5 separate regions of the Mus musculus genome follow, and all the other regions are linked to region 1. A link is a contact called in public Hi-C and promoter capture Hi-C data. All regions are on one chromosome and are shown on one strand. Each heading gives the region's core, a stretch centred on a gene start, on an enhancer-like site or on the middle of the called end of the contact. The rest is flanking DNA. Distances are from core to core; before and after follow the strand shown.

The links. Promoter capture Hi-C pulls out the DNA fragments that hold promoters and counts their contacts. Hi-C and Micro-C count contacts between places; a contact is called where the count stands out from the background.
Region 2: a contact with region 1 is called in a promoter capture Hi-C map of liver, with 6 times the contacts expected there. The contact joins the promoter of Polr1a here to the promoter of 4933431G14Rik in region 1. A contact is called at or near these places in 20 of 39 promoter capture datasets (the 3T3-L1 cell line, 3T3-L1-derived adipocytes, the C10 cell line and 16 more), 2 of 15 datasets of contacts at CTCF or cohesin (CD8 T cells and the NIH/3T3 cell line), 4 of 484 Hi-C or Micro-C datasets (bone marrow-derived macrophages, embryonic fibroblasts and liver), 15 of 115 datasets of contacts at active chromatin or transcription factors (the 230-238 cell line, bone marrow-derived macrophages, cardiomyocytes and 11 more) and 3 of 9 other capture datasets (adipose tissue, liver and pancreatic islet).
Region 3: a contact with region 1 is called in a Hi-C map of bone marrow-derived macrophages, with 37 read pairs. The contact joins the enhancer-like site here to the promoter of 4933431G14Rik in region 1. A contact is called at or near these places in 5 of 484 Hi-C or Micro-C datasets (bone marrow-derived macrophages, cerebral cortex and liver), 4 of 115 datasets of contacts at active chromatin or transcription factors (CD8 T cells, the NIH/3T3 cell line, hepatocytes and 1 more) and 2 of 9 other capture datasets (adipose tissue and bone marrow-derived macrophages).
Region 4: a contact with region 1 is called in a Hi-C map of liver, with 2.7 times the contacts expected there. The contact joins the enhancer-like site here to the promoter of 4933431G14Rik in region 1. A contact is called at or near these places in 1 of 15 datasets of contacts at CTCF or cohesin (the NIH/3T3 cell line), 6 of 484 Hi-C or Micro-C datasets (bone marrow-derived macrophages, embryonic fibroblasts and liver), 7 of 115 datasets of contacts at active chromatin or transcription factors (embryonic stem cells, extraembryonic endoderm stem cells, fetal liver and 4 more) and 3 of 9 other capture datasets (adipose tissue, liver and pancreatic islet).
Region 5: a contact with region 1 is called in a Hi-C map of bone marrow-derived macrophages, with 30 read pairs. The contact joins the enhancer-like site here to the promoter of 4933431G14Rik in region 1. A contact is called at or near these places in 1 of 39 promoter capture datasets (the C10 cell line), 5 of 484 Hi-C or Micro-C datasets (bone marrow-derived macrophages, cerebral cortex, liver and 1 more), 3 of 115 datasets of contacts at active chromatin or transcription factors (fetal liver, microglia and trophoblast stem cells) and 3 of 9 other capture datasets (adipose tissue, liver and pancreatic islet).

Annotation. Positions count from the first base shown.
Region 1 is chr6:72,121,781-72,124,480 of GRCm38.p6, reverse strand. 4933431G14Rik (RIKEN cDNA 4933431G14 gene) reads left to right here and starts at 1,284. Exons shown (of 3, transcript NR_045165.1): 1 at 1,284-1,436; 2 at 1,535-1,636. The region is part of intron 1 of St3gal5 (ST3 beta-galactoside alpha-2,3-sialyltransferase 5); the gene reads right to left.
Region 2 is chr6:71,907,620-71,910,319 of GRCm38.p6, reverse strand. It overlaps Polr1a (polymerase (RNA) I polypeptide A), which reads right to left and starts at 1,267. Exons shown (of 34, transcript NM_009088.3): 1 at 1,081-1,267. The coding sequence starts at 1,157. Ptcd3 (pentatricopeptide repeat domain 3) reads left to right here and starts at 1,558. Exons shown (of 24, transcript NM_027275.3): 1 at 1,558-1,686; 2 at 2,474-2,526; 3 at 2,631-2,667. The coding sequence starts at 1,580.
Region 3 is chr6:71,989,217-71,991,916 of GRCm38.p6, reverse strand. No RefSeq gene overlaps it. Among named protein-coding and RNA genes, the nearest start is that of Gm26628, 27 kb to the right of the region's middle. RefSeq lists an enhancer at 1-2,584. Within about 2 kb of position 1,251, at least 180 of the 459 cell types and tissues checked have an H3K27ac peak or open chromatin away from gene starts, as enhancers often do. A contact at or near this core is called in the NIH/3T3 cell line, adipose tissue, bone marrow-derived macrophages and 3 more, where this site is marked.
Region 4 is chr6:71,932,725-71,935,432 of GRCm38.p6, reverse strand. All of the region lies in intron 12 of Polr1a (polymerase (RNA) I polypeptide A), which reads right to left. Among named protein-coding and RNA genes, the nearest start is that of Polr1a, 25 kb to the right of the region's middle. Within about 2 kb of position 1,327, at least 131 of the 459 cell types and tissues checked have an H3K27ac peak or open chromatin away from gene starts, as enhancers often do. A contact at or near this core is called in the NIH/3T3 cell line, adipose tissue, extraembryonic endoderm stem cells and 2 more, where this site is marked.
Region 5 is chr6:71,949,561-71,952,260 of GRCm38.p6, reverse strand. It overlaps Polr1a (polymerase (RNA) I polypeptide A), which reads right to left. Exons shown (of 34, transcript NM_009088.3): 17 at 1,599-1,681; 18 at 1,340-1,498. Among named protein-coding and RNA genes, the nearest start is that of Gm26628, 13 kb to the left of the region's middle. Within about 2 kb of position 1,445, at least 43 of the 459 cell types and tissues checked have an H3K27ac peak or open chromatin away from gene starts, as enhancers often do. A contact at or near this core is called in adipose tissue, bone marrow-derived macrophages, liver and 1 more, where this site is marked.

The DNA of each region.
Region 1 (2,700 bases), core at 35-2,534:
AGGCAGGCTGGGTATAATGCTGAGGACAGGGCCACAGAGGTGACCCAGGCCCCACTGGGAATCCCAGAGGACGGTGAGTGAATCCCAGGTACTGAGCACTGAGTTGTCGGTACTGTTGGAGCTCGGCTTTGTCTTGTTCAGATTATGGTTTTGCTCTGGGTTTTTCCCCCTCTTCAAATAAAAAAAGGTACTTTGTTATTATTATTATTATTATTTACTGTTATAGGAGCACACAATTGAGAGATTTTAAAGCTTCTTTAAGAGAAAATTTTGGAGTTTTACAGATATTTTAAAATTAGAAAAGTGGATATTTTTAAAAGAACAGCTTTTAAAATATTTAAATGTATAAGGCTATGGGATACTTTAAATTTATAGAATGTTTTATATTATTAATATCTGGCCTTAAAAAATAGATAAGAGGCTAAAAAATTAGGGCCACAGCTATGAGCACCAAACGCTAAACACCAAAACCTTAAGTATTCCTCTCTTTTGGAGCAACAAGACAACGACCTGAAGAATCTGACTAAGAACTGGATGGATGTCTCTCCTTACCTAAGGCCGGCTCAGGCTGGAAGAGGCTGGCTTGGGAATGTATGTCTCCCTTCCTCGTCTTGGCTAACTTCGTTAGGCTTTAGCTATTGTGATAATCTGAGTAATATAAGAAACTAATATTCTATAGTGGTACACTGTAAAAGGCTCAGCAAAGTTCCCAGTATCTATGTGGACTGTGTTTATGAGTTACAGTTTTATTTTGATACCAAAGAGCTTCAGTTCCTTCAGAAATGATTGTTTTTTTTTAATTCAAACTTCACAAAAATAAAGCTGTAAAATCCTAGTCTTATAAAAGCTGCTAAGCCATAGTTAAGACATGCAAGTTAACAGTCACAGAGTAAATGATCAAATTCCATAATGTGTTCAGAACCTCACTTGTAGTCATGCTGAGTGCTAATATCATTAATTATAGAAATAAGCTTTATTTACTTTTTTTTTTGTTTTTTGGTTTTTTGGTTTTTTGAGACAGGTTTCTCTGTATAGCCCTGGCTGTCCTGGAACTCAGAAATCTGCCTGCCTCTGTCTCCCGAGTGCCGGGATTAAAGGCGGCACCCCCTGGCTATTTACTTTTCAAGGTTAAGCCTAAAGCAAGTAACTAAAAGCAAGCAAAGTTTATTACTTTGTATATACTTAATAGATATTGGTCCTTAAGACTTTCTAAAGGTCTGCTGAATTTGGAATTTAGAATGTTTAATGTAAAAGAGCTTACCATGACAGAGACCCCAGCTCCTAGTAGTAGAAGCCAGATGAAGGCTTCTAAACATGACACCTTCATCTGGATTCTGGTAACCTTAACCACTGGGCATAACTGCCTCATGCCTCGTCTGCCATCAAACCCGGCCACTGTTGAGTTGATTGCTGTACTCTTGCCTGGTCAAAGTAAGGTCAGTTGGGAACAGAACTCAAGTCCATTGAAAGAACCACAGGGTAAGGTCAGTCCCCACAAAGTTCCTCACCTGTCCTCCACATAAAATTCTCTCAGATCTTCTGGGCCTGGTGACTGAAGACCAATGCTGGCCTGAGACCTCCACCTCCCCCCAAGCCATCGTAGCCACAGAGCCTAGGGTGATCATCTCGATAATGAGTAAGTCTCTGTCATTTTAATCAGAACATAAGCCATTTGGATACTTTCTGCTACAATGTATCCTTCTCGGATCTCTGCTGGCATTGATGGCTAGGCTAACTGTAGCTCTGTCAGTTTAACGGCAGCAGGCAACGGGCTCCTCCCTGCAAGGCTGCAGCTGCCTAGATAGTTCACATCATATGTAAAAACTAGGCCTTGCTGTTTCTAAAGCTACTAAGTCTCCAGTTGAGAAAGGTAGATGGGGTTTCCTTGCCAACAGGCTTCATATTAAAGGACAAACAGGTTTCTGATGTAGCTATTTACTGTTCTTTTACTCAAAGCACTTGCTTTGCAATGGCTGCTCTCAGCAAAAACCATTTGTGCCTCTAGTAAATGACTAGATGGATAAACGGTTTAAAGTCTATGTAAGTTCTGAGGGTCTAAGATAGTGTTCTAAGGTGCAGAGAGGTCTGAGAACGTGAAGGCTTAAGTTCAGAGGATCTAAGAAAGTGACTTATGGCGTTCGTTGTAAAGGTTTAAGAGAATGATTTAAGGTATATGAAAAATGGGAGTTTCATATTTCTTTACCTCTCTGTTCTTGTTATACTAAGATTTCAAAAGTTCAGAGTTTTAACACTGATCAGTGGAATTCTGACAGATGGTAGAGCACTGATTGTTATTATAGTCACAAGGAAAAGAGTTTAAATTTTATTTGGTTGTCTTCTAAGTATAGACTTAACGGTGCTTCTCACTGGCTAAAATTGTCTCTGTCAAATCTATATGTCCATCCCACTGGACAGAGGAGAAATAAATGTTCATCTTTTTTAACCTGAAGCCATAGCTTTTGCTGATTCAAAGGTGGGATTCTACTCCAGCTGTCTTACAGACACCTGCTTGCTGCTTTTCCCACAATGTAGATCACTACAGATTACACACAGTGACAATGCTTATATATCTAAAACTTTTCTCTCTTTAAGTAGACTAAAAAATCCTGTAAGCTCAGGGAGTCTGAGTCCTAAGACTTGAATCCACCTCCCACAGGTCAAAAGGACTCCAGATAAGAACCACCTAAGTCCCCACACCTA
Region 2 (2,700 bases), core at 18-2,517, 210 kb after region 1:
TTTACTTAACCCTAAAAAGGAAGGAAGTTCTGATCTATTTATCTATCTATCTATCTATCTATCTATCTATATCATGTTCTATTTACTTAACCCTAAAAAGGAAGGAAGTTCTGATCTATTTATCTATAATTTTGAGGACAGTATGCTAAATGCATTGGCCAGTTACAAGAAGTCGGGGCTGACTGACTCCTTTTACTTGAATAGGGGCCTGAACAGTCAGAATAACTGAAATAGAAAGTAGACAGGTGGTTACCATGCGGCAGGGGCAGGGAAATGAAGACTGACTGATTACATATGGAGATTGCAATGGCAAGATGTGTCCTAGAGGGGGTAGTGCTGATGTTACCAGTGTGGTCTACCTTTTTGTTTGTTTGTTTTTTTATTTTTCGAGACGGGTTTTCTGTGTCCACGAAGCTCTGGAACTGACTCTGTAAGACCAGATTGGCCTCGAACCCACAGAGATCCTCCTGCCTCTGTCTCCTGAATGCTGGGAGGGTTTGTTTTGTTTTGTTTGTTTTTTCAAGACAGGGTTTCTCTGTGTAGTCCTGGCTGTCCTGGAACTCACTCTGTAGACCAGGCTGGCCTCGAACTCAGAAATTCGCCTGCCTCTGCCTCCCAAGTGCTGGGATTAAAGGCGTGCGCCACCACTGCCCGGCAATGCTGGGAGTTTTTAATGCATGTTGAGTTATTAATGGGAGTCTAAGAAGCGTGTATGCTATCGTGATCAAAAAGCATTAGAGAAGAGTCCCCAGGACTTCATAGCCAGGGTCTTGATCCAAGATTTAAAAGTTCATCATCGCTTGGACCAGAGGAGACTAATTAGGAAGTTGATAAGCGTGTGATGTAATGTGATTATAAATGACATAAAACTAGTTGATTAATGAGGAAGATGAACAGATGAAAATGCAGCAAGCGCATTCCTTCCCATTACCAGCAAGCAAGCACTAGGCAGCCAGCCCCCCACCCCCCACCCCGACCCCGCCGCCCCCGGACTGGCTCGGCTCAAAGCCTTCTGGGAATCGTAGTTCCCAGCTCCAACTTCCACAACCCTGTTCTACACGCATCCCACTAACTCCTTACTTGAGCTCTTCGGCCGAATACATTCCGAAGGAAATGCCCTGAAGCCGCCTCCATGGTGTGTGCTTGGAGGCCAGCATCTTCCGAGTCAGTTTTGAGGTCCGTCACTACGAGAGAAGTTCCAGTCAGCCGCAGAGAACGCCACTTGAGTCTTGTAGCGCAGAGCCACCATGTGTTTTTCCACTGCGCTTGCGTGCGAGAACCGCGGCTTGGCAAATTGGCTTGGACGAGTTCATTTTTGCTTTCGGGGTGGGTAAGGAGTGGAAGAAAACTGTCTCAAAACCCTCCTTCAGTTTAAAAGCAAAATTACACAGGAGACTTTAGAACAGCATTTCAAGTAAGTTTATTCGAGGTGAACGATGTGTACTGAGCGTTCCGCTGCTAGTCTAGCCAAACAGGACCTTGTGACCACCCGTTTGGAGATGAGACGTTCCACGCCAGCCCCGCCCCTCGACCCTGGAGGCGGAGGTCGTTCCCGACGTGCTCCGCGAAGAGTCCAAAGATGGCGGCGGCGGCGGTTGCAGCTCGCCGCCTGTCCTTTCGCAGCGGGCTTGTCTTGCTGCAGACCACTCGGGGGACGGGTGTGTGTGAACCGAAGGTCTGTTGCAGGTAAGAAGACCCAGAGTCATTTTGGTCTTGCATTTCCCTGAGAGTCGTGAAAGTAGGTAAGATGCAAAGGCATTTGTATGGTCGAGGCCCGGCCCTCTCAAGGGTAACACGAGGTAGCGTCGTATTTAGTGATCTTTAGATCTGCGAGTTCGGGAATTCTTTCGGAAAATTTTTATTGGTTGGTTGCAATACTATGTATAGCCAAAATTACCCTTTAAACTAGGGCCCTGTTCTCGTGAAGTTTACATTTCCGTGAGTGCCGCTACAAGCCCCTACACAAATTTCTTTATCACCCCCCCCCCTTATTCATTTTAACCCTGCAAAAAAGAAAGGGCAAAGTAACAGATCTTTCACAAATAAAGGGCAGGCTAATATTACCAGTATGGACTGAACGTTATGAGAACCTTCAGCTAAGAATAAGCTAAGACTTTAGTAAAAGCAGAAAGCCTTAAAACGTCTGACCCCATTCTTTCCATCTGGTGGTGTTGCAAATACTTATGTAATTTCTTTGTACATCCTTCATGCAGTGGCCTGGTGGAAATAGGAGGTGGTTTTAAGTCAGTTGTAGAGTGGATAATTAGCTCATACGATGTCTTTGGACCAATACAAAAAAATAAATAAAACTGGGTTACAAGTTTACACTACATCTAAATGCCTCTATAAATGTGGCTCAGAATGTGTGCATGCGGGTGGAGCTGAGTCAGCAGAGCTAGCGGTAGGAGCTGAGCTGAGGCCATCAGGGAGCAGTGCTAACAGTGGGATTTTTGTTGTTTTGTTTTTAATGCAGATTTTATGCTGGAACTGAATCCCTCCCAAAGGTTGAAGGATCAGATATAACAGGTATTTTTAAAACTATGGAAATAGAAGTTTTTAAAAATGAAAAGACATTGTATTTCTTTGTGTTGTTAGAAAATTGTTTATTTTTATTTTTTTTTCTACATAAGGGATTGAAGAAATAGTCATTCCAAAAAAGAAAACATGGTGAGTATTTTGCTATTCACTTACCAGGTGATT
Region 3 (2,700 bases), core at 2-2,501, 130 kb after region 1:
CTGCAGAGGAGGAAGGATAGTGGGGAGGCTCCCATTCGATGCCTGCCACCCCACAGCATGGTACCAGGGAATTTTGCCAGGGGCCAGAGAGCAAGGCTCCCTCCTACCCACTGTCTTTCTATCGCAGGGGAGAGGCTGGACCCAAAGCCACCCACACAATGTGACCATTGACATTTGTGGGTGCCATGGAAACATCTCTTGGGAGCTGAGTCCTCCCTCAGTAAACTCATTGTCCCCTGAGCCAGCCTTTCTCCAAGAGCTCCCCCTTCTTAGCCCTTTCCCAACCCAGGGCTCCTCTTGTTGACTCAGGTAGGGGAGCCAGACCCAGGTTTGCTGGTGACAGGCTCCACTGCCCTGGGTCTTGTCATCCTGGGCTCCTGTCCATTCCTCATTACGGCGAAAGTGGCCCAGAAGCAGAGCTCTGCACACAGATGGCCTTTTGGTTGCTCTGAGTCCTGACAGAGGAAGCACACAAGGACAGACAACCTTGCCTGCCTGTTTGTTTTGGAAAGCGAGAAGGCAGAAACTGTTCCTGTGGGGCAGCCTCCTGCTGAGTGGCTACCCTCAGTGCCAGCCAGCCTCTGGACTAAATCGATCTGGGCCACCTCACCTAGTCCCTGTTCTCTTTCTCCCTACAGCGCTCCGCCCATGCATTTCTCTTCTAAGTTCTGGAAACTTCTTCAGAAGTCACTCTCCTGCCTGGCTCCCTCAGCCCCCACCCCTACATTTGCTTGAGCCAAGGTCTCCCTGTAGAAATCCAGATACAAAATAAAGCCAGAGACTGTCAGGGTCACAGGAGGCCCCAGCCAGGATAGCCTTGTGTGTTCTCTCTTCCCTCTCTCCCCAAAGATAAAGATGTTGTTATAGAGAAAAAAGGCTCTGTAGAAACAAGGGGCATGGGGACTGCCTAAGATCCAGGCAGGGCCCAGACCAGGGCCTGCTCTCTCTCTCTGGCACTGTCATTTCTCTAAGCCACTCAGTGATTAGAGACAGGAGTTCAACAGATCCCTTGAAGCAACAAACCAGCAGGGACTGGAGCTCCCCCCAACCCCACCCCAGATTTGGGTTTCAACAGCTAGAAAGAAGAGCTTGTGACTACAGCTCTATCTTTCAGCAGCAGCCATGTGCCCATGTCCCAAACCACTCCCTTCGCAGACACCACTGTGGACCCTGATACCACAGAAGCAGTGATTCGGGCCAAGGATCTTGATGCAGTGCCGGCATGGGAAGGAAGGGACTTGCTGATGGACAACCAATGGGAAGGAAGGGACTTGCTGATGGACAACCAAGGTTAGATTGGCGCTCTGTGAGCTCAAACCCTAGCTGGGTGACGGGGCCAAGTTACATAATCACCCTTTGCCTTGACTGCAGCCACAGTAGAAAGTAATAAACCTTCCTGCCTTCGTAGGATGCTGGAAGGGTCTGACAAACAGGGAATAGAGAGATCAGCACAACGCCAGGCTCATGAGAATACACAGGATAAACACACCATGTTGTTACTGCCAGCACTACCCTTAGAGCCAGGTACATGGGTAACGGGGTCTCAGGCTAAGAATGGCCAACAGATGGCTCCTACAGTGACCAGGATTCCATCCCACAGTAGGAGTTCCTGGCCTGAGGGAAGAGAGTGCAATCTGCCAGGCCTAGGCAGCTGAGTGCCCCACAGCAAGGCGTTCTCGGAGCATTCCTGCTGGGCTTTGACATGGGGTGGCCAGTTGGTTCCTGGAATGTCCAAGAAAAACAAACTGGGTATTCTGAGTGAAATTGCAGCCTGGCGGCAGGCTGGGTCTGCTTTAAATTAAACACAGCATTTCTCGGATTCTTTTCATCTTCTTGCCACTGTGGGGTTCCAGAGACATTACCTCACCTCACTTTCCTGCTCTGAGGAGAGAAAACTGACAGGGTGTGAGGCTGGGGTCTTGGGAGGGAAGGCTGGAGAGCCTACTCTGTCTTAGGGCTGAGGTGCACAGAGCCATCCTCCCTCTCCGGGTTCAGCCTCCCATCCGGGCTGGAAGCAGGGGCTGTGCCAGGAGCAGAGAACACGGCCAGTATTTGGTATTTAGCAAAGGATTAGAACATTTTCAAAGTACACATCTCTCCTAGGAGTGCTTGGAAGAAGCTGTCTGTGGTTTTATGAGTCTTTTGACCATGGTGTGATATTTAGACTTGAGGTAGCCATGCACGCCAGCTCCTTGGCTGGCAGAGGGGCCCATTTCCCTGCTGGGCACTGTGGTTTAGGGTGGAGTTCCTTCTGGTTTTTGAAATTACTTTTAGCCAACTTATGGAGTCCCAGAAAATTCAGTGTTGGAGTTCAGCGCTCCTGCTGGGACTTCCCCTCAGGGAATAGACATCTGTGTCTTGCTTAGATCCTGAATCCTTTTGTTTATTCATTTATTTATAGTTTTCTTAAATGTAGAACAACTTGTAAGAGTCAGTTCTTTCTTTCTGTCATGTAGGAACTGGGGATAGAACTTGGGTCCTCAGGTTTGGCTGCAAGTGCCTTGACCTGCTGAGCCGTCTCACTGACCTTTTATTTATATTTTCACTTGTTTATAAAGTGATGTCCCCACTTCATAAGCTAGGAGTGGTAGGAAGTTCACTGTGTAATCAGGCCAGTTTCAAACTCCAGATTCCCCTGCCTTGGTGTCCCAAGTGCTAGGATTATAGGCTAGCACTTTAAAAAGGTGGAAGGGTGTCTCC
Region 4 (2,708 bases), core at 78-2,577, 190 kb after region 1:
CAGGATGCAACGACTGGAAATCAACTACATCTAGGGCAGCTGCACATAGGAAAAGGCGTGTGGGTACTCACTGCTAGGCCTCTGGGGTGTGGACTTAAAAGAAAAGGCGTTGAGGCACTGAGTAACACATCTTAACCGCCCCAGATCTTAGTATTGTTCATATTAAAACACATATTACTTCTGCATAAACATTTTAGTAAATACTGTCTTGTTGTGTTGTCAAAGTTGGTCTCAAACTTATGATCCTCCTGCCTCTGCCAGCCAGAGATGACTCGGTGGGTAAAGGCACTTTCTACCAAGCCTGACACCTGACTTTGATCGCTGGGACCCACGTGACAGAAGGAGAGAACACATGATGGAAGGAGGAGACAAGTGTCTCTGAATTCCACACACATGCCTTGGCATGTGGATCCCTGACTTCTTCCCAAATAAAGAAATGCAGTAAGAAAGCAAAATAAAACAAAACAAAAAACTGCATAAGTCGTATGCTCATTGATGGGCGAAAACCAGAAGATACAAATTTTAAAGAATAAAAAGAGCACAAGAAATTTTCCCTTTTACAAGAAATTTTCCCTTTTAAGACAAACACTGATCCCACTTTGCCCTTTTAAACCCAGCCTGTCGGCTCCTTTGACAGAACAGCTTTTCCTCAAAGCTGACGTTACACACCACAAGGACATATTAAAAAAAACAAAAAAACCCAAAAAAACCCAAAAACAACAAAAACTGCATAAAGGTAAGGGGCCCAGAGGATATGGACCCAGAGGTAATCACCTCTCTTTCTAGTCCCATCTGTGTCACAGAGTTAAGAAGCAGGAGGAAACAGGTCTTGAAGCCTTCTGTGGCCCACCTGTGAGGGCACACTGGGAAGCTGACCAGGGTAAGCCTGTCAGCTGGGCTGTGAAGACATGCCCCCCTCCCCCCACAGTCCTTGTCAGTTCTCCTCAAAGTTCCCTTGGCTGGAGCAGGGTAGCAGCCCTAAGATAAGCAGTCTGTATTTTGGCTGCCTGAGGAATTCCAACCTTCCTGCCCCCACAGGCGAGTCCTGCATGTTTCCAAGGAGACCTGAACTCTGAGGAGTCCTCTGAGCAGCTGCCCAGGGCACTGGCTGCTCTGTGCGTCACACAGCCTGAGGTTTTCTTTCCTCAGTGTCTCAAGGGAAAAGTTGCCCAGATCTGTGGCTCAGTCCCAAGAGCCCAGGTTGGGCCTAGAATCTGAGACTAGTGAATCCATTGTAAGCAAATTCACTGCAGCTGGGAAGAGATGTAGGCCAGTCTGCCAGGCACTTGCCAATCCAAACAGAAATCTCCCCTTGCCAACCCAAACCCAAGGCCTTTCCTTTCTCTTGTCACTAAATAAATACTGTGGTGAAAATTAGTGTGCCCCAGTGCCCGGGTTAAGAGTTTGCAGGGGCAGGCGTGGGGCCAGAGGCTGCTCAGGCAGCCAGGCAGAGAAACAAGCCTAGGTTATCCTGAACACTTCCTTCTTGTTGAGCCTCAGGGGAAAGGGCAGTGGTTACCCCCATCACAGAGAAACTACAATAACCTTTCTGCCAACCCTTCCCCCCGACCTAACCTGTAAGTTCATCTTTAGTTTCCTTCCCGTTCACCTCTCCCAGCCCTTAGAAGTGCATGCATGCCTATGTCAAAGCGTCCTCTATGTACATAACATTATTGACAATGTGACATTCTGAGTCCTAGGACCTGATGGAAGGACCCCTTGTGTTTTCTGTCTTTGCACAGGAATGGGGAACTCAAACAGAGAGATGGGTGCATACATAGGGATGCACCATGTGGTGAGAGCAAGAAGCAAGGGTAGGATGAGGGAGGGTACACTACGTGTGCTGGGGAACACACGCTTTTCAGGAGTAGTAAAATACGGTCTGCAGCCTGGCTACCTGGTTTTGTAAATATTTTTGGATGCACATCCATTTGTCTACACTGGCTTTCACACTATATAGTAAGAGCTCAAGACCAATTAAGGCTGAAATAGTTACTCTGACCCTAGGGAAAGAGGGCTGGCCTGAGACTTGAAGGAGCAGCAGGATTCAGCTCCAGCGTCACAAGGAAGGCAGAGAAACAACATCTGCAAACCCCAAGAGGAGATGGAGCCAGCTGACCAGCTGCGGTGAGAGGTGATCGGTGGCCTTCTGAACTTGCTGAGGATTCGGGCCCAAGTTGGAAGATGAAGAACTGAGCCCCGAGCACTCACCCTCACCGCTCCTGAAGAACTCTCACTGGCTTCACGAGAAGTGCCTAGCACACTGCGGCTGGGCGCGCTCCCTCAGTGGAGCTCCTGTCCCACCACCCTTTGCCTGTCCCCACCTGAGTCCACAGCAGTCATCAGGCCATGTGAGGAAGCATCCCGATACACCTCTGACTTATCTTTATACTCCAAGAGCAGCAGGCCATTTCTGATTTACTCTTCAATTTACTCTTACCTGCTTACTGCCTATTTCCTCAGTGTAAAGGCTCTGAAATCTGCCTCCTTCTCAGGACTAAAGAACTCCATTAACTACAGACAAGAAACAAGTGTAGACACAAAACCTGCAAGGGATCCCCTCACCCCAAATTCCCAACTGCTCCCACACTGTGTACGCTGAGAGGACTTCATCTTCTCTTATTGTACTCTTTATTTGATTAATATTCTCATAGCTTGTTCTTAATCCTATGACCTCTCCCTCCATCTACACCTCACACCTGTAGTTT
Region 5 (2,700 bases), core at 196-2,695, 170 kb after region 1:
CAGCTGCTTGTAACTCCAGTTCCAGGGGATCTGACACTTTCACACAGAACATGTCGGCAAAACATCAATGAATATAAAATAAGATAATAAAAAAATGTAAACAAAGAATAAAATCTAAGGTACGGTACTAATGAATCAGCACAGGAAAGCACCATTTGCTTCCCCAAAGAGCCAGCATTTTACCAATGTCCACACTCACCAGCACAACACCAAGCACTGGGTTGGGAGCCTTGCCTCAGCAAAAAGCCAGCAGAAGTGAGGAAGCCCACAGGGAGATCCTGGGGGACAATGACATGGGTTCTGAATCTGTTTCAGCCTTTGTCTGGAGATCTAGACACCCAACTCTGCACAGGAGCGGCAGAGCCTGGGCAGGAAGTGAGCCACGGGACAAGAATCTATTCTAAGATGTGCTGTCAGCTCTGGAGGGCAAGGCTCCTGCTTTCCCAGGCAGTGCTAAGGCTCCTCTGAATAAAACTTTCTTTTTGGGGGGGGGGTTTCGAGACAGGGTTTCTCTGTATAGCCCTGGCTGTCCTGGAACTCACTCTGCAGACCAGGCTGGCCTCGAACTCAGAAATCCGCCTGCCTCTGCCTCCTGAGTGCTGGGATTAAAGGCGTGCACCACCACGCCCGGCTTGAATACAACTTTCTACTGAGGAGAGCTGTTCTCTAGGCCACCAACTGAACATCAGGGAGAGGATCCACAGACAGACTGATGCTGAGTAGTAGCCTCGTTCTTGCTTTGCTCAGGACAGACTCCTGGCTGGTGGCTCCTCCAAACCACAAGACGGGGAGTCCAGGCTCTGGAGCACAGGGAGAGCACATGTGACCTTGACCCATGCAGAGTCCCATCTCCTCCAGGACTGCCAGAGGAGGGGCTCAGCATCCTCACACGCCTGCTTCTCGGTGAGAACAACTCAGTGCCCAGGCACACGACTTCCTTAAGGTCACACAGCAAGGACCAAGTACAACAGGAGGCCAGGCATTCCCTTGGTGCTGCTGCACAAGCATCAGAGACTTCTGCCTTTCATTCTGTACATCTACCTACAGTGGAGTGGTTCTACAGGCAGGCTTCTTTCTTCAGCCCCTTTAATGCAGCAACTTCAAAGGAAACACATTTAGAAATGCTGCTCAAAGCGTTCCTCTTTTGCATGAAACCAAGGCCTTCCCAGACTCTGTGTGAGCTCTTCACAAAGACGGATTCTACCTACCCAACTTCAAACTTCACCTAGTTGGGCTGATCTAAAAGGCTCAGGGTGAGAATCAAATGTAATTAAAAGCAAACCAACAGAAATCAGCATTCAAAAAGATGGGGATTTGTGCACTGTATGGCCAGGCTAACCTTGTTAATCTCATTGCTGTAATGGTTCACTTCCTCCTTGAACTTCATATCAATCATGTTAAAATCCCTCTGGTCTTTGCTCAGATGGGCATCCTGCCATTTCCCTTGGATTTCATCACATGATGCAGTTTCTGGCAGGCTCAATGCAGCCTTGACAGCCTAGAACGAAGAAAGGAACAGGAAGCTCTAGCCAAAGGAGGGCGTGGTTTTATTCTGTAAGGTGGACAGCAGACCACAGCCTCCCAGTCCTCCTCTTTACCTGGGGTCCACACTGGGTAGATTCTTCAATGATACGCTGTCTCACCACATCTGCATTTGGCTTAACCAAAATGTCTTCTACACCTGCAAAGTCAAACAGAGAAGATCAACAGGGCCCAGGCCTAATGTTGCACTGGCTAGTAAACTTGGTGATGCTTTGACCCAAAGTTGAGAGCTACAGGTAAGAGAAACTCTGGAACAGCTATATTAACACTAATGAATGCTCATGGAGGCCTAAACACTACAACTTCTCTTTCGTAAGTGATACAATTAGGGCTCAAAACTGAGATACACAGAAGAAAGCCGAGGCTTAAGTTTCAAACTTCTGCTTTTTAGCCAGAAGCTCTGCTGGCTACATCCAATAAATATATGTGGGATGAAATGGCTAGAGATTTTGGCTGTTCAGCAGTAGAAGAGAGGCTGACAGTGAGTATCCCAGGAACCCGATCTACAGCTGTATGCATGCATGCAAGCACGCATCCACGTCAAGTACAGTAATTTCTTTTCAACCCAACAATGTTTTGTTTCTACACAAGAATGCCAGACTTAAGAGATCTGAGTGGGAAGGCAACAACTGACTGTTTAAGAGCAAGAGCAAACATCTGGAAGTCCCATTACAGTAGCTGGAAATCTGAGGCTTCTGAAGACTCTATGCAAGCAGGAAGAGGAGGAGATGATTCCTTTCCGTGGAAGCCAAAAGCATAAAAGCAGACCCTGCATGAGGTCGCATCCAGGCCATCCCTGTAATGATGATCTCTGCCAATTAGGCAGCCCTCCCCCAAACTCTCCTCCCTCCTAGCATGGCCTTGCTTGCTCTGTCAACCCTTGGCACATAGGTCACCAGTGCACTGAACCATTCCTGTCTGTGCCCTGGGCTAGAAGAGCTTCAAGCACGGCTGTTGGTTAGGTCTGGCTTTCACTTGTGAGTTGGGTGCAGGAGTTTATGCTATCATAACGAGTGGGTTGAAGGGACAGAACGGGGATGGGAGGGTTGCTTTGCACTGCTGGAGGGAAAGGAGCACTGGCTGTGCAAAGTCAGTGGATAGCACTGATGGCAAGAGCCTAAACATCGACCAAGAAAACTGCCTAGGTGCCATCCTGTA